Regions from separate parts of the Mus musculus genome. Here regions 1, 2, 4 and 5 are each linked to region 3. The links are chromatin contacts, called in public promoter capture Hi-C maps. All regions are on one chromosome and are shown on one strand. The core of a region is the stretch at or near the end of the contact, and the rest is flanking DNA. Distances in the headings are between cores, read along the strand shown. Region 1 holds the start of Mcm8 (minichromosome maintenance 8 homologous recombination repair factor). Region 2 holds the start of Mrps5 (mitochondrial ribosomal protein S5). Region 3 holds the start of Nop56 (NOP56 ribonucleoprotein). Region 4 holds the start of Bcl2l11 (BCL2-like 11 (apoptosis facilitator)). Region 5 holds the start of Gpcpd1 (glycerophosphocholine phosphodiesterase 1).

Region 1 (5,503 bases), core at 1,774-4,273, 2.5 Mb before region 3:
TTACAAAGTTGTATAGTATCTTTACATTTCTCTGTCACAGAAAGTCTAATGAAATGCAGCTGGGTCAATTTTAAGCAAAGTATTCTTTGAATTCCATCTTTAATAATCTAAAAATCACTTTACAGTGGTATGAGCTAGCTACCAGGGTGATGATGAAAATGGTGTGGCTGATGTATCCTAAAGGAACAAAGGCTCTCCTATGAAACACACCTATCAAATTAATAGGGAGGGGAAACGAATTCATTCACACAATGAACACTAAAAGTCTGTCACAAGACAGGATCCTTGACTACAAGCACTACAGTACACTGGAGAGGGAAAACCCCCAGCTACAAATAAAGGCAAGAACAAAACCATGCTTCATAAGAGATATGAGAGACGTCAATACCGTAAGAAAACAGAAAACCAACATCTGCACACTTTACAAACATCGAGTGCCATCTAATCCTTGGCAAGAAGCCTATTACTATGTCCTGATGTCTGACTGTCATCTTTGCCCAAATTCCTATTCAATCATTAGTTCAGCCAATTGAGGACACTGGGAGGTCTGGAAGGTTGCAAGAAACTATTCTTGTTTTTCTTTTTTTCTTCTTCTTCTTGTAAGATTTACTTTTATGTGTGTGTGTGTGTGTGTGTGTGTGTGTGTGCGCTCGCGCACGCACACAAGTGCACATGCTTGGGAGAGAGGGAGGTGGAGAGGGAGGAGGGAGGGAGGGAGGGAGAGAGAGAGGGAGAGGGAGAGGGAGAGAGCGGGAGCACATGCCATGCATGTAGGCATCTACAGAGGTCAAAAAGGGTTTCAGAGTGAGTTTCCTTTTGGGAACCAAGGTCAGGCTCTCTAGAAGAACAGTAAGCATGTTTAACTGCTGAGCCATCTCTCCAGCCCCTTGTTCCATGGCATCCCTGCGACTGCACAGGATAGTATAGTTCTAGCCTCCAGGAACATCTGATCTATCCTCAATTACTAGGGACAATCAGCTTCATTCGTCTAAGTTCTCATCACACAGTAGGACGTCTTTCAAAGTGATACAGCACAGCTTTGGAAGGGTGCGATGCAATGAATATGTCACCGTTGTCCTGCCTCTCCCTTTGAGCTCCCACTTCTGATAACCTTGGCATTTCTTGGTTGGTTCTCCCTCAGTCACAGGAATCAGACTGCTGTGTTGAGTCTACCATATACATATCCAATTCCTTGTATGAAATCTTTTGAAACATTCACCAGTTCCTGTTTTCCTGATACATCATATAGCAATAATGCTCAAACAAATGCTTGGAAGAGAGAAAGGCGGCATAGAGCAGGAAGACCAGTGCACAACGGTAACATGAATTGTAGTATCCAAAGATGAATATATAACTTATGGTTCTTAAACTCCACCTTCAGAGAAGTAAAGCTTCCAGCCCTTATACGGGATAAACTGATCCAATGTTGACTGTTGAAGTAACGGTTGTGAGGCTTGTGCTGAAAACGTAGAATACGATGTTAGTAAAAACCAAAGCACTGGCTAGTTTTCCCTCCAACTAGTTTCTCCTTTTACAGGAGTCTATTAATAGACTCCAAATTAGATATTTCAATAAGAATTATAAATATTAACCTTCAGACCTGAAGTCTGAGTTAAACTATCCTGCTATCTACTAGGCATTATTATTAATAGGCATTATCATTATTTCCATTCCTTGTATTTTTTTTTTCTTTTTACATTATGTTGCCTGTGCACACTAGTAGGCCCACACATGCCATAGTGCATATGTGGAGGTCAGAGGGCAGCTTATGGAGTCAGTTTTCTCCTTCCACCATGTAGGTTCCAGGGACCTGAGGGTCCTCACTTGGCAGCAGTCCCCCTTACCTACTCTGGCATCTACCGGCCCTTGAATTGTCTCTTTCCCGAGAGAAAACATATCGATCCCTGCGTGCACGTACCAGAAGCGTGCTTTCCTGAAGCTTCATTCAGGTCAACTCTGTTTTCTCTTTCTCTCCACCTTCCTGAGAAGTTCCCACCACCTCTTCCTCTTTTCCAGCTTTGGAATCTTCCTCGTCCAAAACCTCTGCCTCTATAAGCACCACTCATGTCTTCCACAAGTCAAGAGCACTCCTAAAAAATGTATTAACATAGTAAGGGGGGGATTAATGTACTGTGTTTAAGACCAGCACTTAGGCTTGCAAAGTTCCATGCTGCAGTATAAACCTTATGTGTTGTATAGTTAATTCTTTTAATCTCCATCATGATTAAGGTACACCATAGACATTTATTCAATACCAGTTTTCAACAAACCACCAAGAGAGAAATCAAGGAGTTAACTTGAACCGGTTTTCTGTGTGGAACTAATATTGGGCAGTATTGGCTGAAAATAATCCTCACCAGTACGATACTAGGGAAATAACATAGCCCAATCTTCGCTGTATTACTTTCTGTGGCAGGCTGTCCTAAAACTGTTCCAAAAGAAAGTAACTCCACTTAAAAATTCCTATCCCACAGATACAAACTATTGATAGATTCATACGCTGTGCTGTAATTCATTAGGAGAACCTGTTCTAACCCTAAGAGGTTTTAATAAATAAAAGATTCGCAAGTATGCAAACTAATAATAATCAAGGTTGCTTGTGATAGCCCTGTGATAAAAGCTCAAGTCTTCAGGATCCTCAGGATGAGACATTCCATCGCAACACTACGTTCCACATCGATCCAACAGGATAACATACTGAGAACGGTGGCGATTCCAACATCTACATAGGGAAGCAGCCTGAGAAAAGTCGTACGCAATCCCTGACTCCCCGTCTTCCTCGCGTCCTGCTTTCAGGAGCCCCGGAGCCTGCGACAGAGCCGTAAGCCGTATACACTCTCACGCAGGGCTCCGCGGACACTCCGTCTCCGGAGCCGCCCGGTGCCCGCGTCACTGCGCGCCAGAACGCCAGACGCAGGGCGGGGAAGGCCGAGCACAAGCCCAGAAGGCAAACTCGGACCTCGCTTGAAGTTCTTTTTTGGCGCGTCTATGACGCGCTTCTGCTTAAGGAAGCCACGCGACTAGGGGGCGGGATGAAGTGTAGCCAATCAAAGAGTTCAGAGAGACGGAAGTCGCCAGGCTTCCGGAAGCCGTCCCGAGGTCCGGACCGGAAAGCGGAAGCGGCGTGCAGCACGTGGGGGCGGTGCCGGCGGAGACGCAGGTCCCTCCTGGTCGTGCCGGGCTCCTAGCGGCTGGAGCAAAAACGGAGGTTGAAATTTACCTGGCTTCCATGGAGGCATCAGCTGCGGAGCAGCCGAGCTCACCGCCCCCGCCTCTCGGGGACCACTGCATCCATGACGGTGACTTCGTGGTGCTGAAGCGAGAAGATGTGTTCAAAGCAGTGCAAGTCCAGCGGAGAAAGTGAGTCTGGTTGCTGGCCTTGGGCAGCGCGCACCACCACCCGGATAATCACTCCCTCCTGTGCCCCATTCTTGGCTCTTTGAATCCCGCTCCCCAGCCCTTATTGCTACCACTCAGGTCTTCCTATCACTGAGGCCTTCCCACCGGGATCCTGCCGCATCCTTGGCTTACGGGTACAGTACTCGCCTCTACCTTTCATTCCCCAACTTTCTATTCTACCTTCTGCGCCAAATTCTCTTCCCAAGAATTCCATTCTTGATACTCCCACTCAGGAGGGTGCTTTCCCGAGGATTCTTGGGGGGCGGGGGAAGAGCCTCACTAGTCTTACAGAATTTATCCAACCTTTCACATTCGTATCTCTTATGTCTGACTCTCTTCCCAGCTCCCCACTTTCTTCATAAATCCAACTTCCTCAGTAAGAGAAAAGGGAGATAAGAAAGATCTCTTACACATAGTATGGCTTGCAGGTAGGCAGTCTTATTCTCTGGATCCCAGTGGGAAAAATCTGTCTACTGTAAGAAAAGAGAACTTACTACAAGGTACATGGCCAGCTTAAGCCCAGTATACATACTGGTGCTTGCTGATGGCCCGCTGAAGCAAACACTTTCCTGCCTCCCAAGTGGTGGGATTACAGGTTTGCTTCACCACACTCAGCTTGCTTCATGTTCTGATACAACCATTTGAATGTCCTTTTTATAATGTGTTTTGTTAGATGATCCTTTTTGTTACCAAGGAGACATACTGTATCTTTAGTTCTAAAAGGTACTCTTTTTGTTAATTAGTTTGTTTGATGGGCTACACAGAGAAATCCAGTCTCAAAAAAAAAAAAAAAAACCAACAAAAAAACGACCTAGTATTGTTTTAAGGTGTGTGTGTGTGTGTGTGTGTGTGTGTGTGTGTTTTTGTGGGCTTGAGTATGTGAATTCCTGTGCGCTCAGTGGCCAAATGCTTTGTATTTCCTGGAGTTGGCGTTACAGCCAATTGGGAACCACACAACTTGGGTGCTGGGAACCAAAGTCAGATCCTGTGGAAGAGCAGTAAGTGCTCTCGAGTGCTGGGTCATTTCTCCAGCTCCCTAAAGAGTCAGCTGTAAGCTCTTTTTACTATCCCTGTTCTTAGGAAGCCACGATCCTAATTTTTTGTTTTATTTAGAAAATGACCCACTGAACCCAGCTGCATCCCAAGCCGGACTCCCTATCACCAAAGAGATCATGGCTCTCTGCCACTCTTAATCGTTCCCAGGAAACAGGCAGCTTCATTATTTATCAGATCGCCTCCCACACTTTCCGGCCTGTCAGTTTGGATGCTTGCCCCCCAGGCCCCCACCACACACACCTTTGCACATAAGATAGGCTGGCAGAGGCGTAAAGTGTTTCATTAACACCAACATGATTCAAGGATGAGGATAAGAGGTACAAAATAGATGTTAGTTACTGGAAATCCAGCAAAGAGTAAGAATTAGGAGTCAGGAGCACCTCCAGAGGACATGTAGTTCAAGTGGCATTTGATGAATGAGGGGAGATGACTCAAAGGGTAGAGCTCTTAACCACATAAGCATGAGGTGCTATGGTACATATCTGTAATCCCAGCGTTCTTACAGCAGGATGGAGGCACACACAGGAGACTCTATAGAAGTTTGAGACTGCTTGCCTGACATATATAACAGTGAACAAGAGAGATCTTGCCGGGCTGGAGAGATGGCTCGGTGGTTAAGAGCATTGATTGCTCTTCCGAAGGTCCTGAGTTCAAGTCCCAGCAACCACATGGTGGCTCACAACCATCCGTAATGAGATCTGACACCCTCTACTGGTGTGTCTGAAGACAGCTACAGTGTACTTAGATATAATAACAAATCTTTGGACAAGAGCGAGCAGGGCTGGAGTGAGCGGGATTGCAGCAAGCAAAGGTCCTAAATTCAATTCCCAGCAACCACATGATGGTTCACAGCTATCTGTACAGCTACAGCTTACTCATACACATTAAATAAATAAACAAATAATAAATAAATAAGAGAGAGACAGAGACAGACATAGACACACCTTGTCTCATAGAAAGATGGAAGGCAGGAACCAGTATCTGAGTTGATCTTTTGACTTCCATATGCATGCTGTGGTACCCAAACACTAACATGTGCACATGCCCA
Region 2 (5,060 bases), core at 1,581-4,080, 2.7 Mb after region 3:
TCCCTCTGGCACCCACCAGCCCTCACTCAGCGTGGCGTTCTAGCACCGACTCTGACAGCAGAGCTGAGAAAACTCATGTATGGAGACAGCGGGGCAGTAAAATCCAGATGGAGGAAGTGCAGGTCTGCCTCTGATCATCAAAAACTAAACCAGACAGAGGCCAAAGGTCTATAAAACTCGTAAACAATCACAACCTTGGACTTGGCAGTGGTTTCTTAGATACAACACCAAAAGCACATGCTACCAAAAGGGAGAGGGGGAAAACAGATGAATGAGACCATCAAAATTTCAAACCAATGTGTTCAATGCTAGAAACAGCTTGGCGGCACAGCTCTTGCCTGATGTGCACTAGGCCCTGGATGCTCAAAAACAAAAACCTGTGTTTCAAGGAACACTATTAATGTCAGGTATACTAGTATATCCCAGCATTTGAGAAGCTGAGGCAGAAGAATCACTGTGCGTTTGAGGCTAGACTACATTCATAGTGAGAACCTTGGCAGGGGAGGGGGTCTTAAAAGTTAACATGCAAAACTCTTTAAAAAAAAAAAGTTTATGCACAGTGCACATGCCTTTTATCCTAGCCTGGAAGCAGAGACAGGCTGACCTCTGTGAATTCGAAGCCAACCCGCTCTACATAGTGAGTTTCAAGATAGCCAAGACTACACAATGAGAGCCTGTCTCCAAAAATACTTTTTTTTCTTGCAGATTATATATCTGACAAGAGACTTATTTCTAGAAAATGCAACGAAGTCTTCCAAATCAAGAATAAAAAGTCAACCCAAGTGACAATGAACAGGAAGTAACCTGTTAGTACAGGCTCACAGACCCTGCTATGAGAGAGACTGGAACAGGAGGATGGGAAGTTCAAACCCAGCACCGGGCTAGAGAGTGATTGCAACAGCAGCCTGGGCAAGCTGTTGAGATATGTCTCAAAAAACAAAAATTTACTTCTTGTTTCTGTGATAACATATCCAGGCATAAGGAACTTAAGGGAGAAAGGGTTTATTGGGGCTCACAGTCCCAGAGAGATTCAGACCACCATGGAAGAGAAGTCATGGCAGCAAGCAGTGAAGACATGGCGGCAGAAAACCACATCCACACCCCGGAAGCAGGTGATCAGGCGTGGAAGGCAGGTGATGAAGCTCCCTAGCCCACCTCCACAGACTCACTACCTCCAGCATGGCTCCGGCTCCTAAGCATCCATAACCCATGGCTCTACCGACAGGATCCAAGCCTTCTAACACTCGAGCGTGCAGCTCAGTTGTAGAGCATGTGCCTAGCATGCACACGGTTAGATCAAGTGTTTCCCTCTAATCTAGGAAATTCATGGTCAAGAACCACACAATCAAGTTACAGGCGCACACAGACAAAAGATTTGAACAGATATTGCTTCAAGAACATACACACATGGCTATTAAGCGCATGGAAACGAGCCCATTAGAAATCAAAGCCACAAAATTAGTATATCGTCACAGCTTGGTTCTCTGAACAGGACAGACAATAACAAGTGCTGGCAAAGAGAAACTGAAGCCCCTACACAGTGCCGGTGGAGCTGTAAAATGGTACAGCTACTTGGTAGTTAGTTCCTTAGTTAAACACTGAGGTGTCACTTCAACCAGCAATTCCACCCAGGAAATACCCACAAGAGGACGGACATGTGCACAGACAGAAGCACAGCATCCAAATGTTTTAACATCAGTCCTAACAGCCAAAAGATGGAAACGGCTCAAACGTTCATCCGCCAATGAGTGGATAAACAAAATGTGGTGTAATGGACACAAGAGTATTATTGGCTCACAAGCAACATGGGACTGGTATGTCACAGCAGGGACAAATCCTGACAACACAGCATTATTGGCAGATGCCAATCGTAGAAACCAGATGCCCAGAACAGACAAGCTATGGACAGATGGGAAATAGATCAGTAGTCTCCCAGTGTTGACGGCTAGTGAGAGATGGCGAGGGGTGGGGGCAACAGTTAAAAGGTACAGTTGTTTTTTCTTTTGGAGTGATGAAAATGTTCTCAAACTGACTGTGATGATAAATGCACCGTCTACAAAAACACTAAAACAAAACCTTTGAAGTGTACACTTTAGATAGATCACCTGCGAGCGCTAGTGAATGTTACAACTTACTATGGACAGAGGCCTTAATGAGATGGTTTCAACGCCGGCAAAACAAACGAAGGCTCAAGTCACATACCCTATCAAGTGATTTCAGGTTAAATATTGCAACAAAATGAACTTTCTGGACCAGGACCTTGAGCACAATGTCCAGCGCGAAGCTATTCCTACAAGCCAACGCCATGCTAGAGATCGGCACACAACTGAAAAGGGCGGCAGGAAGACGGTGACAGCAAAAGTATATTCTGGCAAACGGATCGGCCCAGACGCTAAAATGACAGCTAGTTAATCTAACAGACTCAGTAAGAGTCTGTTAGACTTTTTGCTGGCGGCACTCTGACTCGAGACAGGGATTGACATCACCCTATGAACCACAGACTATGCTTGCTACATTCGCTCCTCCTCACAGAGTGGGCCTGAACGGTCTCCCTGGCCGAAAGCACACTGCCCAGTTCACTCCTTATACTCTCAAACGGCGCGACCAGAGAGGGACAGAAGGCGCGCAAGGTCACACAGCCGGCCGGACCCGAATGGGAGACTGAGATCAAGGACTCGGCGACTTCTCGCGTTCCTGGAGCCTAGACTCGACAGACCCGAGGGAAAGACCCCTGCTCGCGCGCGCTTTCGGTCCGGGTCCCAGGGCTCACCTGCCTGCAAGCTACACAATGCAGGGAGACAGCCTGCAGCGCGTACGGCCGCCGCCATGCTGGAGCCGGAGCAGCGACTCCGCCTGTCTCTGGAACCGCCTTCCTCACCGCCTGCAGCAACGAGCTGCGACCGCGCCTTGTCACAAGTTCGTCGTCAGCGCAGAGAGGTGTGCTGAGGCTCGAGGGCCACCATTCAGCGCACACGGAAAACTGCCCTCGTGGACCACAGAGGAAACTGAGTCAGGCTCAGCCTCGGACAGCTGCTCAGGGGTCCTCGCGCTAGGACCCCGGGCAGGGGCGGGGCGAGGGCGGGGCTAGCTCTGGGCTCTTTTCTCTGATAGTAGCCTAATGGATCACATCTCACCAGTAGCAGGCTTGACCTGGCAAAGTCAGTTCTGCGGAACCGGGAAAGAGTCTGGGAACATCGGGAAGGAGCCCGGGGGTGAATGAGACAAAGTGTGGGAAGTCCGTAAAGGCCCAAAGTTTATTAAACATATGTTGCCTTTGTTGTGTATTCATGGTACAGGTTGTTCACACACAGTCATGTTCCAGCCCGAGGCCACGGGTTTTACCCCACCTGCTCATGGCTTTACACTATCCATGCTTGCCCAAATGAGTCACATATGATGGTTCTGGACTCCTCCCCTGAAACTTTAAGCCTGCAATAAACTGTTTCTGTGTTGCCCTGGTCATGGTGTTTTGTCACGGCAATAGAAAGTAACACAGGGGCTTTCTTCATTAGCTTCTTGGGATTATCATTTAAGGCTTCTACCTTTCCTGAGGGCAGTGGTTGTTGGGCAAGCCACATTTGCTACCTAATGTCTTGGTCATGATTCGAAACACCTGCAGTCTCTGAGCAAGTTCAGAATTGCTTGTGAGAGTGCCTTGGCTACTTTGTAAGTCTTTGCAGCACAGGCTGGGGAGGCTTTAGTTCATTCAGTAAGGATATCCATGAAGACCTATAGGCAGCTGAAGACGTGGCAAGACTTGGTAAACTATGTCCTCCAAATCTGTCACAGGTTCGTGACCATGTCTGAGCACATACCATGCAGCCCCCAAGAAACTCAGGAGCAGACTGGAAGAATCATTTTCCTGAGAAGAGGTGATTGTATGTTTCTCCTGACCTTGTCCAACCAAAGTATCACAGGGCTCTTTTACAAGCTCTCTGGGAACATAGTTGAGGATTTCTGTATGCAGCCATCCTTCAGAATTGCAGAAGAACCCTTTCACAGCTGCCCTTTTCACTGCCTTAGGGGCAGACCGAGGCTTACAAGAGATCCATGAGACTGACAGAGGCGAAAGGGATCAACAAAAATTAGACAGCAGTGCTGAGACCTTGGCAGCCTAGTGATATGATTTATTCCCTCTACTGACAAGCCACCCATTTAGTGCCCCCTGTAGCCGACATAGCAACACTGGAGAGTTTCTGGATGCCATGCACGAGAGACAAAACCTGTGGTCAATATTTGATGGGACTGCTCTTGGAGTTCAGCAAATCACTTTCCTTCCAGAAAGCAGCATGAACATGTAACATCCAGAAGGTAGGTATTTACTCAGTAGAAAAATTTACTTCTTTACCAATTCTAGGTTCTATTTAAGAAAAACTGATATTGGAGAGGTTTAATTGATAGCCAAAGAGATCAAGGTTTTAGGAAGGGTGTACAGATAGTAATGGGAGATCAAAGAGTCATTGTCAGTCCCTGGAGATACTGGGGTCATCTTGGGTTTCAGGATCCAGTTGTTCAGACAGGTATGGTATGACCATTTGTGACCACCCAATGGCCAGATGAGAATGGGTATCAGCCCTGCTTTTTGGTAATGTATAGTTGAAACAGCCCATCCCTTTGGAAGTCCCAGTGCTGGAGCTTTCTTAAGCCTATCAAAAGAGTGTTCCTTAATCCCTCAATTACAAATGGTATGGGCTTGGGACCCTCATTTAATTTCTCATGACTGGCCTGGCTATTTCTTTAAATATTGTAATTCATATTCTGCAGTATCCAGTTAATTCCAGAAAAGCCAAAACCTGTCTTTTGGTTCAGAGAGGGGGCAAATCCAGATCTCATAGTACCAAATGAAGGTTGCCTTTTTTTTTTTTTTTTTTTTTTTTTTTTTTGCCTCACAAATTGAGAATTTTCCCTAGAAGTTTTGCTTCCTTTTTGAAGTTTTGTAGCCTTTTTGAGCTTTTGAGATACAAAGAGGCCAGGTGGGGTGATGCACACCTTAAAGCCCAGGTCTTTGGAGGCAGAGACAGGTGGATCTCCAAGTTTGAAGCCATCCTGGTTTACATAGT
Region 3 (5,573 bases), core at 302-2,801:
GGGACTTTAAGAATAGATCCTCCAGGACCCAAGTAACCACTCACAGCAGATCACATCACCAGGCCCGTAGGCCCCCTGCTGGCTTCTGTGGGCACTGCATCCACGTGGTGGACAGAATAAATGAAATAGGACTCTTACCTCGAAGGATCTCAGCTATCACACCACCAGTCTGGCAGTTGTACCCCAACTCTTCCTGTATTGCAGCACCAATCTTGGGGTCTCCAACCCCCAGAAGTACTTTCTTCTTTTTAGATGGCAGGTATGTCTCCAGGAGCAGGCGGAGGTCCTCGTGAACAACACCTTTGGGACAAAGAAAACAGCTCTAAACCACACATTGCAGATTGGAGACTGTCTCCAATCGGATTAGTTAACACCCATCCCCGCAGGCATTGCTCAGACACATGGAGTCGTCAGTGATCTCTCAGGGGATTGACAGATATATAAGTCATCATTGCAAAGCCTGGCTCTACCACAGGTCCAGGAGCACAATTGTAAAGCATTTAAGTGCTTTTTAAATTACAAGATTTATTTATTATATGTACACTGTAGCTATCTTCAGACACCCCAGAAGAAGGCATCAGATCTCATTAGGGATGGTTGTGAGCCACCATGTGGTTGCTGGGATTTGAACTCAGGACCTCTGTAAGAGCAGTCGCGCTCTTAACCGCTGAGCCATCTCTTCAGCCCCTGCATATTAATGTTTTAAAATGCCATCCTGTAGGTCTCAAATAATCCCTAGACTGTATCAAGCTTAGAAGAAAATCATCTAAGAACATCAACCACCCAGAATCCCATGTTCCGGAGGGACCGACTCACCTTCAGACACAGCATTGGCATTTTCCAAGGCCACCTGGGATGAAGAGAAGGGACAGAAGGCCACCAGACGAACGACATTGTGGAATTTGCCAAGGTTAAGCACACATTCCTCCACCTGGAGAGAAGGATGAATGGGCTTTCTTTGAATTTGGCTTCTACAGCGCAGTAAGGCAGAAGCACCAGCTGTTGTAGCAATTGGTGCCTGGGCCCCGAATCTTAATTCTCAAGAAATGGAAATGAGATGTTTATCTCCGACCGCTTCCAATTATATAGATTCGCGTTAAAGAGTCCCCTCATTCTAGAGCTCCCCCCCCCCCCGCCGGGCCCGGTGCGGTCGGCCACGTGGGAACACGCGGTGCATGCTGGGGTTTGGCGGCCTTAGGGGCTGCATTGCAGCTCCGCGAGCCCACCGAGCTCACCCACCTGCGGCAGCAGCAGGCTGATCTCCTCCACTTCCTTCAGCGCCAACAGCGCGTAGCCGACCGCATGCTCGAACAGCACGTGCAGCAGAACCTGAAAAGAACCGGCGCGCGGCCATCAGTCAAACTTCCCAGTCCGCGGGGCCGCTGCTAGAGCAGGCCCTGGCTCAGACCCGGAGCACGACCCCGAATGCAAACCCAGACGCACGCTAAGGCCTTCACTACGCAAATACCCCACCACCACTCCTCACCATGGCGCCTGCTCCGTGCCCAGCTCGCAATGCGGCTAGCGCGCTCTGGCGCGCGGAACCAGACTGCGGAGACCACACCTTCTCCGGTTTGACCAATCAGAGGCTGCGGACGAAACCATTGTCAGGTCTTCGGAGGGGGTTCGCGGGTGTGGTATCGTCCGTCGGGCGGGTTGGACTACCACGGGCGCGAGCGGGCCTGCCAAGCCCAGCCTCTGCGGCTGCGCGAGCCGGTACTGCGTCTGTAGTGAATGGTGTCGCTCCTGCCGGCAGGCCGCAGAGTGGCCTGGAGACCACCCTTCTTCGTTCCTCGTGCTTTTGTCACCCGTGTGCCGGGCGGCAGAACTCGGTGAGGGGACATGAGGCTTCCTGATAAGCCTCGCAGGTTTCCCGCTGCCCAGATATTCCGGGTCCTCGTGGGACCCGGCCTCAGACCCTGCAGAAATGGCGTCTTCTTGCTGCCTGCCTCTTCCTTTTACATTTTGTTGTTAACAAAATTGTTGGTGCGGGCTGAGGCATAGACAAGAGCGGTTTACCTCTTCCTAGTTCTGTTCCTTTCCCTGATTCATAGAACCCAGCGCTGCTCGGCACCACGTGGTTGCTCATGGCCGCGTAGGCCCAGAATTCTTCCAAGGAGCTGCGTTCCTGTTTTTTTCAGTGCCAGTTTTAGGCACACCAAGGTGGATAATTTAAAATCACCTTTGCTTTAAAAAAGAAAATAAAAAGACACTTTACTTTAGTGTTAGGATTATAAATCCCAAACTTGATGGCCTAGTCGGCCATCAATGGGAGGAGAGGCCCTTGGTATTGCTAAGATCATATGCCCCAGTACAGGGGAATGCCAGGGCCAGGAAGCGGGAGTGATTGGGTTGGGGAGCAGGGCGGAGGGAGGGTATTGGGGGCTTTGGGGATAGCATTTGAAATGTAAATTCAGAAAATATCTAATAGAGAGAGAAAATAAATCCCAAACTTGAATAGTCTCTCTTAAATAGTCTATGCCTTATGCGAGAAAAAAGAATCATGGAGTAAGTCGGCTGTACATTGTCTATCATGGAGTAAGTCGGCTGTACTTTCTCTATAATGGAGTAAGTTGGCTGTACATTGCCTGTAATGGAGCTGGCTTGGATAATAAAGTGGACTTGGATAGTAAAGAAATGTGTATGTATTGCAACTAGGAAGCTACAAGCGCTTGGCAGGACATGGTGGAACGCACCTTTAATTCTGGTATTTGGGAGGCAGAGACAGGCCTGGCTACATAGCAAATTCCAAGGCAGATAAGGTTACCCAGTGAAACTCTGTTTCAAGAAAAGTAAGCTATAAATGCTTGTGATTAGATGAGGCGACACAGCACAAACAAACAAGCAAAACAAGATGTTCCTTTGGCTTCCTCACCTCCACCACTTCATTAAAATGTCACCCCAGGAGTTGAATGGTGACACGCACCTTTAATCACAGCACTTTGGAGGCAGACATCTGTGAATTCAAGGCTAGTTTGGTATATATCGATAGCTCCAGGCTAATCAAGGTTACATGGTAAGACCCTGTTTCAAAAAAAAAAAGAAAGTCCTCCAATATTTATAGTTCTGAACCTAGTGGGATCTGTAGATTGTGATATCAGACACCATTTCTTCCCTTCCCTAGGCTTCTTTGATAAATTAATTGCTCTTGCCTACGTTCAGACAGACCTTTCCTACCAAAGTAGACTTTTGTAAAATTGTTGAGTTTTGTCTCCAAGTTATCCTTCGCCCTGCTTCCTGAATATTTCTAAAGCAGAAATTCATGTTTTGTTTATGGTTGCTCATTGTGAACAAAGTAATAAGAAAATTAAAGGTGTTGGTATCCTATAATCAATCACCTGTGGTAGTTGTTCTCCAGAAAGGCCAATAATGATCCATGCCTCCTGACAACCAGGCCTATGGCCCAACGGACACGGGTAGATTGAGTCTGCCATTTCTGAACCTTGTGCATGCTTGTTGACTTTGAGTTGCCTCATAAGAAGTGAAGCCTGATGAGTCCCATGGAGACTACATGGGGACAGTTAGAGGTCAAGCCTTCCAACTATCCCTTATTCCAACTATTCCAACAGAGAGTAGACATGTGTTCTACCTCTTGCCACTGTCTCTGATTGCAGCTGCATGAAACCGTAGTCATGACAAGAAGAGCCCTGTGTGTACTCTGTCTATTCACAGAATTGTGAAAAATATTGTGGCCTTAAAGCCATTAAATTTATGGGTGACTTATTAATCTATAATAAATATGAATCAAAGTAAGCAACCTGTGTAGGAGCCCAAGCTCTGCCTTACAGTGTGACCAGAAATTAATCACTTGACCTGAGACTCTATTTCTTCAGATTAAAGATTAAAGAGTCATTCACCCCTTTAATAAACCTTTATTGACGATCTGGTCCTGGGGCAGCTATGAAATAGATAGGTCCCTGGTGTAGTGGGCACTCAAATGCTAGTGGTCATTCATCTTGTTTTCTGGGTCATTTTTATTGTTGAAATGTTATTATTTGGAACAAGATCTTACTATTAAACTCTGGCTGGCCTAGAGCTCACTATGTAGACCCATTGGCTTTAGCTCACAGATCCAATTGCCTCTTCCTCCTAATGCTGGGATTAAAGGTGTGCACCATTTGGGCTGGAGATGATGGTTCAGCGGTTAAGAGCACTGACTGCCCTTCCAAAAGTCCTGAGTTCAAGTTCTAGGAACCACATGGTGGCTTACAGTCATCCGTAATGAGATCTGATGCCCTCCTTTGGTGTGTCTGAAGACAGCTACACGTATACTCATATATATAAAATAAATCTTTTAAAAAAATAAAAAGGTGCACACCATTCCACCTAGCTTCTTTTTAAAATTATTGAGTGCTTTAGCAAAATATGCAAGACCTTTGTCATATCTTTGTAATAGTTTTTCCTTTCCCTTTTTTGCAATTTTGGTGATTGAACCCAGAGCCTCATTCACAAATTCTAGGCCAGTGCTCTATCGCTGGGCTGTCTCTCCAGCTCACTTTTTTGTTCATTTGCCAATAAATAGCATACCATTTTATATAAGAATTTCCTAACATCAATTTTACACACTCTCTGAAGTTCATTTTTAAAAGTGACTTCAGTCATTCACTTACATGTGTAAACAACGCATTGTCTCTAAATACAATTAGGTTTCACATGGTGAAACAGTTGCCAATACCATGCAGCTTCCGGTGGCGGTAGGTAAATATTTACTTTTATTGTTTAAATGATAGGAATTGGAAATTCCATTCAGATGGTAAATTTGCTAATTAGTATTTTCATCCATTCCACTTTAAACAGTCTTGTTAAGAGTCCTTTCTTTTTGAAAAAAAAATTGCCCCAGTCAACTTGCAAAATCTATTCTATTTCCCCCTTCTAGGGAAATCCTGTGTTCCTGCCTCCCTTGAGCCCTCCTTGTTACTTAGCCTCTCTAAGTCTGTGGATTGTAGCATGATTATCCTTTATTTAACAGCTAATGTTTACTTATGAGTACATTCCATGTGTGTCTTTCTGGGTCAGGGTTATATCAATCAGGATGATCTTTTCTAGTTCTAGTCATCTGGCTGCAAATTTAATACGTCATTGTTTTTAATAGCTGAGTAATATTCTGTTGTGTAAATGTACCAGAGTATGTATTCACATGTGTGTACATGTGTGTAAGGATGCACACACATGTAGAGGCTGGACATTGATGTTGGATGTCTTCTTTTATGGTTCTCTATCTGATTTATTCCTGTCTGTCTATCTGTCTGTCTGTCTATCATCTATTTGAGACAGGGTCTCACTATGTAGTCCTGACTGTCCTGGAACTCAATATGTTGACCAGGCTGGCCTCAGTGTTTCAGAGATCATTCTGATTCTGCTTCCTGAGATTTGGACCCCCACTGTGCCTAGTCCCCCCACCTCATCCATCCATCCATCCATCCATCCATCCATCCATCCATCTATCTATCTGAGGTTTTCCCCAGGGTTTTGTTTTTGTTTGTTTGTTTGTATGGTGTGTGTGTGTGTAGCCTGTGTAGCCCATGTAGCCCTGGCTTTCTTGAAATTTGCTTTGTAGTTCAGGCTGGTCTTGA
Region 4 (5,025 bases), core at 1,000-3,499, 2.1 Mb after region 3:
CTTCAGGACAAACTTGAATCAAGTCTGAAAATCCCAGCGGGCTCTCATTTCCCGGGCTCAGATGCGGAGCTGGAGCACAGGAGCGGGCGCAGATGCAGAGATTGCAGGCGGCTGGCCGCCTTCCCTGCTCCGGCCCCATTGTTTGCCGAAAATGCTGAGGGCAGCAAGTCTGGAGAAGGTTTGGCAGCGGCCGTCAGTCGTAGTAAGTGCGTCACAATAGAGTTTGTAACTCCGAGCGCAGCTCCGCCCGGGTCGAGCGCCCTCGGCCGCAAGGTCCCTCCTGCTGCCTGCCCTGCGCGCCACCCCAAACACTAAACCACTTCTCTCGGGTGCAACCTTGCCGGAATGTGCACACTTCCAAAGAGGGCCTTAAGAGACATCCCTTTGAAAGTTCCACACCTAGCTGCGCGTTCTTGGCAATACCCGGCGCAAGGCTGACTCTTTCCCTCCCCGGGCCACCATGCCGAGACTCACGTCCGCCCCTTCCCTTCCGAGCGCGGCGTGTTGCGCCGATCGAACGACCCCTGCACGTCGCCACCGAGGAGGCAAGGGAAACAAAGCCGGGTCCTGGGCTCCAGGGCCCCGCGCCTGCCCGTCCGCCCTCCGCCACGCTCCGCCGGGGAGCCGAAGGTTTCGCGCGCCGCGCCTCTGGCCCGCGCTGCACCGGCCGCCGCCGGGATCATCCTCCGCCTCCTCCCGCTCCGCCCCTAGCGCGCAGCTCCCGCCGCCGCGCGGGCACCGCCAGCCCTGCGCCCCTGGCGCCGGCTGCCAGTGCTCCCCCATTGGCCCGCGCGCAGTCGCTCCCCATCGTAACCAATGGGCAGAGGCGGTGGGGGCGGCGCCTACGGGTCAGGCAGCCGAAGGCAAGGCGATTGTTGACAAACTCGCCGCCCAGCGCCGCTCAGACTGTGCCGGCCACCGCAGCTCCGGCTGGAACTTAGGGGGCCGGGCAGCTTCGCTTTGCGCCCCGCCCCACCCCTGGGCCAGGCCGGGACGGCGCGCGCTTTGCGGGAATTCCCGCCGCCAGGGCAGCGGGACATTAGAGACAAAGCGAGACACGCACCCCTCGGAGATCCGCGAGGCCACGATCGCACTCCAGGCCATTCCGAGCCAAGTCCCTAATGCCTCCGCAGTCCCCTGAAGAACTTCTCAGCAACTTCACCTGCTGTGTCCCCATGTGCTACCGAGTGCTACCGACACGAACCAAATATGAACGACCATCTCGGGTCTCGGGCATGCACATCCAGACCTCTGCCCCCACTGTTCAGTTAGCCTTCCTCAAGCAGTGCCTGCCCCGTGGGCAATAGGCTTGCGAGCTCAGGGGTCCGCCAGCCTATGCGACTGGGTCCCGGTGCAATCGGGCTAGGAGTAGTCGGCTAGCTGGGGCTTGGAATACGCGTAGCCTAAGTGGTCCTAGGGGGGTTACGGGGTTTCTTGTCTCCTGTAGATACGGTGTTCCTCAATATCCACAGGACGGTCGCAAAAGGAACCGGGCCGCCAGGGACATCCGGAAAGGAAATTGACCACTATGGCCAAACTGACTTGAATGGGTACAAGCAAAGTCTGGGCGCGTGTGATTTTAATACTCAAACCTCCGCAATGAACCCGCGTCAGCGAAGAGTTAAGTCTACCCGCCCGCCGCTACCGCGCGGCTACTTCTCCCGGGCCGTCTGGGTCGCCGCGACGCTTCCCGGCTGGACGCACTACCGGCACCACGAAGCGGGACCTCGGCTCCAAGCCGAGACCACGCGCCCTCCTTGCCCGCGAGAGATGCCTCAGCGGCCCCTCGTGCGGCATTGCGTCCCAACCCAGTCTTCGGCTAAGTGCCCGCAGCTTCAGTGCCGACAACCCTTCCCCAAAAGTGCCTTGGCACGCAGCGACCTCGACCCGACTCCCAGCGTTCGCCTCCTGCAGCCACGCGGGACAAACCAGTGCCTCCACCCGCACGTGCGACACCAGAGACAGATGAAGCCGCTGCGGCGCCTGTCTTCTATCCATCCCCAGCCTGCGCCCCGGGAGTCGCGGAGTGTTTACCTTGCGTTTCTCAGTCCGAGAATCAGAGTCAGACATTGGGTGGACGAGGGCCAGGGGAAGGGCGCCGAGGCGGTGGCGGCGGGAGCAGCGGAGGTGGTGTGAATCCAAGTGGAACACAGCTCGCAGAGCGGCTGCAGGAATCCGGTGACGGCGACGATGGCAAGGACCGCAGAGCTCCAACCAGCTGGTGACCCAGTGCCTGCGGGGAGCGAAGTGAAAGCAGCCTGCTCTTGAGACTCTGCGGTAGTTGAGCCCCCGCCCCCGCGCCCAATCACCGCGGGCTCCGCCCCCGTTTAGTCCGGCCCCCGGCAAGCCGGAAGGTAAGCCCCACCCCCCACGGCCCCCAGGCCGCTGGCGCGTGCAGGCTGCGACAGGTAGTGGGGAGGGTGGCCCCGCCGGCTGTCCTGCAGTTTGCGTGCGCCGCCCACCCCGGCGTGTTTACCCTAGTGTCTTGGCCTGCGGGCAGCTGCATGCTCGCCCATCCTCCACTCAGAATGTACCCGCCCCTCCCCGTCCGCCCGTGGCGGCCACCTCGCAGAGCGGAACTTAGGGGGCGCTCAGGGTACACTGCTCTGTGTCCAGCCCGGCCGCGGGCGCCAGTTGGAAGCCTCAGAAGGCGTCCCTCCGCCCTTGCTTTGCACAGCTTCTCAGCCCCAAACCATGAGGATTAGATTGGTGCAAGGATGGGCACTGGCCTTTGACTGTCCTTTCCTAGAATTCCTGACCTCCGGGGGACTCAGATCAGCAAGATGCTCACCCCTCTTCGTCTGCGCCTCAAGCGAGATTCTTCGTCGCCGCCGCCTTCTGCCTTCTGTCCTCCTTTAGGCTCTCCTTAGTGTTGTGTTTGTGTGTGTGTGCTGTTGTTGTTGTTGTGGTTTATATGTTTGTTTCCCTAGTGCCCAGTTACTTAAGAGGCAGAGGTGGTGGTGAGAAGGACAGTTGAGAGACAAGAGAAGCGGGAAGCTTCAGGGAGCGATGGGCGGGCACGACAAGCATATAAAATAGGGGAATGAGAAAGTTAGCTGGAAAAGAATAACTACAAGGAAAAGGAGGGGGGCTACCAAGGAAAGACGGTTGTGCCATGAGCGGTGTTGGGAGCCTCGAAATGTTTGGGGCTCACAGTGTACGCCAGGAACTGTCTATCCATCGGTCCGCCGATGCTGGCGACCATGGAGCAGCGGAGTTCAGGCCGAGCTGGGAAAACCATAAGGGGGTCGAAAAAAAAATCCCTTGATCTTCCTGAGGCCTTTGTGATTCCAACAGAAGTCTGGAAGTCAATGGCGCCATGTGCATCCCCACCCCCAGCCCCTTCTCTCATAGCGGCGGCCCAAAAAAGCTGCTCTGGAAATGGAACGTCCCACTCCCCACACGAGATTAAGGAAACTCTATTAATGGGCTACCCAACCTGCATCCAGGCTGGCAGTAAGTAGGACGTAGCCTTTTCTTGCAGAACAAGTGTTGCGACCTGCCGTCCCAATCAATGTTGGGCCATCTTGGTCATTTTGGTGTTTGTATGCGGATCTAACGTCACGGTGACACAGCACAGCCCCATGCTAAAGTCTAGCTTCTCAAGTGAATCCTGAGTGAGATCAAAGAAGCCATTGGTTCCCAGGGAAGCTGGGGTGTTCAAGGCAAAGCCTTGCTCCTGCTGGAGGTCAGGGGTGATCGCTACAAGAGCGCACAGGGCAAGGGCGTGGATGAAGTCAAGTACACCGCCGATCCAGGTCTGTCCTGACCAAGGTCTGTGAAGCAGTACTGTGCCTTGGCCACTCGGCATCCCACCCATGCAGCCCAATCTGCTACTGCTACTCTGGGAGTCCAAAGCCAGCAGCAAGTATTCTGCGCCCTCAGCGTGGAGCTAGGCGCCTCATACTTGGACTAGAAAAGAACCATACAGGGGTGGGAGGTGGGGGTGGGGAAGCGCTGGTGTTTCTTTGTAGGAGCAGGCTGCTCTGGAGTCTTCCGATTCTGCAACCCTGGACATGCTAAAAGAAAATATACAGGCACTGGGGAAAGCAACGGGTTGGGCTATGTGCTCTTTTTTAGGTCCTAATTAGGAAGCCGGCCTGGAGGCGGAGGCTCTTGCATCACCAGGGAACAAGGCAGTCAGGGGAGCTTCCACCAAGTGCCTCAAGTCAGGTAGCCGCGGGCCTTTGGGCCCATTCAGCTTTCTCTGGCTGTGTCGGAAGAACTCCTGGGACCGGATTTGACAGCAGAGAAGAGCAGCGTGGGAAGGGCCAGTGGGTCACTGGTGCCTTACTGAGGCTGCCAGCGGATATGGAGGGAGGGGAGCGAGTCGATGGCTAGAGATGAGAACGAAACTGGGCAACACCAAGTCAGAACACAAATGAGAAATTCATTTCCGCCTGTGTAATCTCTCCAAATTCCAAAATCACTTTATTCCAATTATTCCCCAGGCCAGCCAGCCCTACCTCTCCAAGCCGCGGGAGCATCTTTCTATTATTTATTAATCTTTGCACATCTATGCTTTTCTGAAGGGTTGGTAACAGTTTAGCGCGGAGGAGCGTTTGTCGCGCATGGTCGTGCGGTCCGGAGATCACCTACCTGGTGAGACTAGGGCGACTGCAGGCTCAAGCTCTCCGCTCTCGCCAGTGCATTTCCTCGCAAAGCTGGAGCAAGCCTGATTCACGAATCATCCCTCGCTGAACTTTTGCCCGAGCTTGGAGAGGGTGGAGCTTTCCTCCACCCCTTTTGCCTAAGGGTGTTTGATTTTTATGTTTTGATTTTTTTTTTTTTAACCCAGCGCCAGAGCTTTTCGAAGTCTCTGGGAATATGAGTCACCACTGACAGTAGAGATCTTTGGTGGCACCATGCGGTGGGCGAAGACGATTGTCTGGGGGATCCAGGGCCATGGCTGGGAGAAGTCAAGGTAAAGGCCAGGCGAGGCTACAAACCAGGCTAAGTCACTGTGATAGTGGGGTATCCATCTATGGCTCCCTCTCCCGGACAACTTGCCCTGCTCCTCGCCAG
Region 5 (5,355 bases), core at 798-3,297, 2.3 Mb before region 3:
TAGACTGGGAACCTTTCCCATGAACACATTTAAAAACTTAGAAAATGAGATCGTGTGCTTATCCCAGACAACCAAGAATACGTCTCAGAATCCAGTGAGATGGCACATGCTAAGGGTTTCTGTGAAGTTTAAAATACTCAGTGCCCTTCTGGTAATAATAAAGTTAGTTCTCAGATTAACCTCATTAACGATATGTTCGAGGAACCATAACATCCCATAACATCCCATGTACAGAGCAGGAGCCAGAGGAGGGGACACACGGCTTGCCCAGCCCTCCTTTAGGAGCTGTGGTGGCAGAACCAGTCCCACGACTGATAGAGGGGTTGCTCTCAGAGTTTCTAGGCATGCACAGTAAACACTTCCCTTTTCGACTTTCATGGATTCAGGTTTCTTTGTAAATCATCTCTTGTTACTAGCTAGTTATCTTGTAGAAACCTCTGTTTCTGGCCATAGGCCATCCTTCAAGTGTGGATTCAAGTTATCTCCCAGAATCTGTAGGGGGTTGGTTACAGAGCTCAACTAGGATTCCAAAATGTTCAGGTTTCTTATATGATTAATATACTATCTTCATATAAGCAATGCATACCCCTTACTTTAGGGGTTATTTTAAGTTTATTTTGTATGTATGTGTGGTATGTATGTATGTGTATGTATGTATGCACCACATATGGGACTGGTGCCCTTCGGGGACAGAACAGGACATTGAAGTCCCTACACTGAAATTATGGAAAGTTGTGAGCTGCCATGTGGGTGCTGGGAACCAATTCCAGGTCTTCTGCAAGAATAAGCACTCTTAACTACTGAGCTATCTTTCCCACCCAGCATATGCCTTTATTTTTAAATCCCTCTCCCCCTCGTTTATATGTTAATACGAATACATTTTTCCCCCCATTTCTCGCCTGTGATTGCTTGAATCTGCCAATGTGGAACTCAAGGATACGTTGGGTCAACCATACTTTTATTGTTGTTTTGAGACAATGTCTTGTAATGTAAGCTGTTGCTGGTCTAGTACCCATTACGCAGGCAGGCAAGCCTCCAACTCATATCAACCTTGATTTAACCTCTGAGATTCTAGGATTACAGATCTGTATCAGGTGCAGATCTTTTGATATTTTAAGAGGATTTAGGGAGGGGCATGAGTTAGATCTACCATCCCGAACCATAAATATTGCACAAATGGTAGTTTGACTAAATGATGAGATATACTAAAAACATTCAAAGGAAGTAGACTCTTGAAAAACACCACTTAAGTATGACTAACAGCAGAGAAATGAAGTCACAGCGAGCAATTAGCAGATGTAGAGCAGTGGACCTTCAATACGAAAAGGTGATTCTGCTTGATGCTCACTATCTCAATTGAAGTGAAACCCGATTACATAATGTTGTGTTAGAAGTTACCTAGTGGTTGATCTTGGGCTGATTTAGGGTTGGAGGCACACACAGAGATAGAAGAGGAGGAAGAGGAAGAGGAGAGAGGGGAGGAGGAGGAAGAAGAGGAAGGGTAGTTTTAGAAAGCAAAGAACAACTCTAGTTTGGTTTTATTTATTTATTGACTTATTTTATTTATTTGGGGTTTGTGACAGCAGGCTTCTAGAAGTCAACAGGAGTCTGGTCTCTCTCACCATGTAGATTCCAGTGGGTGAACTCAGATCTTCAAATGTGGTCAATGCCTTTATCCACTGAGCTGTTCTGAGCTCCTTGTTTTAGCTTTAAGGATTTAGTCTGTGATTGTTTCCTAAGGAATGCAGTTTCCAGAAAACATCAGGCTCCCTCAGCTCTCTTTTTTGAGACAGGATCTCACTTTATAGCCTTGGCTGGCCTCGAACTCGAGTCTACTTGCCTGGCTCAACCTCCCCAACACTGGGATTACAGGCGCACCACCTTGACCTTCAGTACCTCAGCTGACCCCAGCCAGATGGGCTAAGGCTGTCGGGCCACCTCAGGTCTCTGGGCAGCCCTTCCAGGAACACGCAGCCCGCCCCCCGGCGCGCGGCCGCCGATTGGCCAGGACCGGACCGGGCGTGACGTCAGGCCCCGCCCCGCCGCCCTTCGACCCCGCCCCGCGGGGTGGGCTGGCAGTTTAGTCTAGGGCAGCTGAAACCGGTTTGAGAGGCGGCTGTAACTGGGCTCCTTGCTTCCTCGGGCCACCTAAGGGAGCGCTGGCGAGGCGCTGACGCTCGGCTCCGTCGGCCGCGGCCCAGGCTCTCGGCGCGGCCCGGAGCGGCAGGTGAGGGGGGCCGGCGGTGCGGGCGGGCGCTCACGCGGAGGGGCGGGCGGGCGGGCGGCCTGGTGTTCCGGAGCCGCGGTGCGGCTGGAACCCCGGCTGCCACGCGCGGCTGCGGTCCCACTGAGCGGCGTGACCCAGGACAGCCACGGAAATCCCGGGCGGAGAATAGGGGAACAAAGAAAACGGCGGAGCTGGAGCCCAAGCCCTCGGTGCCTCCCTTCCTCCGCGCCCCCTCAGTCACCTCGCGCCCGCACTGGTGACTCGCGCGGTTTTGACAGCTGCTTCTTTCCCCAAAGTGCCTAGAAATTAGTGCCCGCGAAAGAAACTCCGGGTGACAGTACAGCCGGGCGGGGGGAACCCAGGGCTTTGTGTAGCTCCTCGTCCGTGCCCTCGGTGACGTTTTAGGGCTGCGGTCCCCTTGGCGTCGCCGGCTTGGAGGCAGTGGCTGCCCCGTGCTGCTTCATCTGCCGGGTCCGGCCAGAAGCCCGAGGGCTTGGAAGCCTGGAGTTTGCCGGTTTCTAGCGATTCTCTGACTCTGCAAGCAGCAAGCATGGTCGGGTCTAGAGTCCCCTCTTATACTCCTGTCCCCTGCCACTCTGGGTCTCCTGCCCACTTAACTCTGCCCTTCAAGCTGCTGCCTGCTACATTTCTAACACAATAAGGAAAAGAATAAATACAAGCTGTCAGCCTCCCCTCTCTCCCAAATTGCTCAGTGTTCTAGAAACACACAGCACAAAATAAAACTGGTAAACCCCATGCAGTGGCTTACATACTAGGGGAAATCAGTGTTCTAAACAAAATTTAAATCTGTAAAGAGAGATACAGGAAATTTGCACCCGGAGAACTGGTAAACACAAGAAAACTGAATAATATTTGGTGTGTATAAAAAGTTGGTGGGTGAGTCAACTATTTGTATATAATAAAAACGTGTAATAAATGCATATGAAAATGATATCAACACGAAATGAAAAGCATTTGTAAAAAATCCCACTGCATGTCTAAAGATGATGAGATGTTAATTTGGCTTAAGGACTGTCCAAAGGCTAATGCCTTTGCTTAATGAAAAACCCATTCTTGTCTGCATATGTTTGATTAAAATATTAGCTGAAAGTATATGGAGGTCTGAGAAATGGGGCCATAGTGATCCCCCCACTAACACGGGCAGACATCAGTGTGGTCACTTAACCTGCTTCTTAATTATAGGATATTCTGAGAATCTGCTAGAATCGAGGAGAATTAGAAACAGCTTTTTTTTTCTTTGAAAAGTTTTAAAGGAAAACACAGATGTTCTTTTTTGGCCAGAAATATGTGCTTTAGCTAAAAATACCCACTTTCAGTTCAGCTGTAAGCTAAATGTTTCTGTCCCTTTGGGGTTAGCTTAAATTTCCAGTATGTTTCTCAAGCTGATAAACCAGCTAGGTCTGAAACTAGCTAGGTCCACAGTTGAAAACATTCAGCAAAAAAGAATAAACTTTTTTGTCAGGAGGAACTGTGAAAAGTTTTGATGTCAGTAAGTTATGGTGGGTGACATTTAAAAACTCCTTGAGTCTTTTAACAAACTTCAAATGGGCCAGACACAGGCTGCAATGCACACTTTTTTTTTAAACAAAAAAACAAAAAACAAAAAAAACCAAAAAAACAGCCAGGGCGTTGAAGTGAGATCCAGCCTCAAAAATAAGTAAGCAAATTAAATTAACAGCTCAAATTTACCTAAACGTGCTGTGTAGTATATATCTTTAGGTAGTACAAATTGGGAATTGCATTGGGAAAGGAATTACCAAAGCCAAAACAACAAACTCCGTAGTGAGGCGGTAGGTGAGCTGGTTATCTGTCTCAGCCGGGTGTGCAGTTACTAGCAGTTTTTACTCTTACCTTTTATGTGTATCTGAAAGACCTCCTTCATCCAAGTTGGGATATTTTTGTTTGTTTAGCAGAAGAATAAAGGTAGATGTAAACTTTGAGATCCTCAGTAGAACAGGTACTTTCTAAAACACTGTTACTGCTGTTTTGGAGGCGGTTGGGTGCTGAAGCTGTCCTGCACCAAAATTTTGGCCTCTGTCCATGGTCAAGTGAGCTGCCAGCACAGCGCCTTCCCAGGTTTGCTTGGTATGGTGCTACAGTTTTTGAGGGGTGAGAATTGAACTAGATTGCTGACTTTTGACAATTCAAGTGGACGATGGCACTTGTCTCCTGGACTGTTCTGTGTTTCCATGTGTTTGTCTCTGTGTAGTGCACCAGCTGCAGCTGTTACTGCTGAGTTGTCAGCGCGATCTCGCAACTGTAGAGATAGAAAACTTGGCTGTTTTCTCTTTTATTAAATATCCAGACTGTTCCTGGTTGTCTAATGAAGTAGATGTTTAGAGCTAAATTTGTACTCACTGTTAGTGTGAGTACATGGAAATAATTACATGTGACATCACTTACATTTGATTGAATTGGTTATAGCCAACGAGTAGTTAGCTGAATACCAATTCTGAAGTCTTGTAGATGAGCTTGACCTTAGTTTAGAATTGTAAACACTGGGTGAAAGTTCAGATTACAGTGTAAGATTTATAGGCTGGTTAGACTCACCAGAAAAGGAAGCTTGCTGAGAGGCCTGAGGGCCTCACTGCTGAGAGCCTGTGTGATCCCCAGGACCGTTCATGGGAGGAGAGAACCAACTCCTGCAAGTTGCCTCTGACCGTCATGTGTGTACCTTGGTCCTCCCTCCCTTTCCCCTTTTCTCTCTTAAAACACAAAGAGAAATTGAAGTTGGTTATTCAGTCAGTTGCTGAGTTATGGGTTTAGTCTGTCTCTTAAAATTATTTCAGTGTGCTGGATAGTAGTGGTGGGCACCTCTAATCTCAGAGGCTAACGCAAGCAGATCTCTGAGTTTGAGACTAGCTTGGTCTATAGATTCAGCCAGGGCTACAAAGAGAAACCCTGTCTCAAGAAACAAAACAACATTTAAATTCATTCAGTAACTTTAAAGCTTTTTTGGTTAGATTTGGGTCTGTTAAATGGAAGGTTGCAGTATCTCAATGAACCATTTTACTCATTAGAAAGTGCTTGTATGCTCAGGGTTTTGTCAGCTATTCTAAAAGAACTATTGAATATTCAGATAATCTACAACTTTTTTTTTTTTTCAA

What was found. Promoter capture Hi-C pulls out the DNA fragments that hold promoters and counts their contacts. Capture Hi-C pulls out chosen DNA fragments and counts their contacts.
Region 1: a promoter capture Hi-C map of pre-B cells shows a contact between it and region 3, with 5 times the contacts expected there. The contact joins the promoter of Mcm8 here to the promoter of Nop56 in region 3. A contact is called at or near these places in 1 of 39 promoter capture datasets (pre-B cells) and 1 of 115 datasets of contacts at active chromatin or transcription factors (thymic regulatory T cells).
Region 2: a contact with region 3 is called in a promoter capture Hi-C map of liver, with 3 times the contacts expected there. The contact joins the promoter of Mrps5 here to the promoter of Nop56 in region 3. A contact is called at or near these places in 8 of 39 promoter capture datasets (the C10 cell line, the HPC-7 cell line, embryonic stem cells and 4 more), 1 of 484 Hi-C or Micro-C datasets (the G1E-ER4 cell line), 2 of 115 datasets of contacts at active chromatin or transcription factors (astrocytes and large pre-B cells) and 3 of 9 other capture datasets (adipose tissue, liver and macrophages).
Region 4: a promoter capture Hi-C map of pre-B cells shows a contact between it and region 3, with 2.4 times the contacts expected there. The contact joins the promoter of Bcl2l11 here to the promoter of Nop56 in region 3. A contact is called at or near these places in 2 of 39 promoter capture datasets (liver and pre-B cells) and 1 of 9 other capture datasets (liver).
Region 5: a promoter capture Hi-C map of pre-B cells shows a contact between it and region 3, with 5 times the contacts expected there. The contact joins the promoter of Gpcpd1 here to the promoter of Nop56 in region 3. A contact is called at or near these places in 2 of 39 promoter capture datasets (liver and pre-B cells).

What each region holds. Positions count from the first base shown.
Region 1 is chr2:132,813,661-132,819,163 of GRCm38.p6, reverse strand. Mcm8 (minichromosome maintenance 8 homologous recombination repair factor) reads right to left here and starts at 3,023. Exons shown (of 19, transcript NM_001291054.1): 1 at 2,699-3,023; 2 at 1,919-2,090; 3 at 1,376-1,459. The coding sequence starts at 2,066. Trmt6 (tRNA methyltransferase 6) reads left to right here and starts at 3,110. Exons shown (of 11, transcript NM_175113.3): 1 at 3,110-3,360. The coding sequence starts at 3,230.
Region 2 is chr2:127,585,196-127,590,255 of GRCm38.p6, reverse strand. It overlaps Mrps5 (mitochondrial ribosomal protein S5), which reads right to left and starts at 2,830. Exons shown (of 12, transcript NM_029963.2): 1 at 2,771-2,830. The coding sequence starts at 2,828. It also overlaps a transcript of Zfp661 not described here.
Region 3 is chr2:130,270,390-130,275,962 of GRCm38.p6, reverse strand. It overlaps Nop56 (NOP56 ribonucleoprotein), which reads right to left and starts at 1,551. Exons shown (of 12, transcript NM_024193.2): 1 at 1,487-1,551; 2 at 1,240-1,329; 3 at 817-931; 4 at 139-300. The coding sequence starts at 1,489. It overlaps Snord110 (small nucleolar RNA, C/D box 110), which reads right to left and starts at 448; the gene lies at 390-448.
Region 4 is chr2:128,123,262-128,128,286 of GRCm38.p6, reverse strand. Bcl2l11 (BCL2-like 11 (apoptosis facilitator)) reads right to left here and starts at 2,249. Exons shown (of 4, transcript NM_207680.2): 1 at 2,035-2,249. Acoxl (acyl-Coenzyme A oxidase-like) reads right to left here. Exons shown (of 18, transcript NM_028765.3): 18 at 4,394-5,025.
Region 5 is chr2:132,574,940-132,580,294 of GRCm38.p6, reverse strand. It overlaps Gpcpd1 (glycerophosphocholine phosphodiesterase 1), which reads left to right and starts at 2,047. Exons shown (of 20, transcript NM_028802.3): 1 at 2,047-2,227.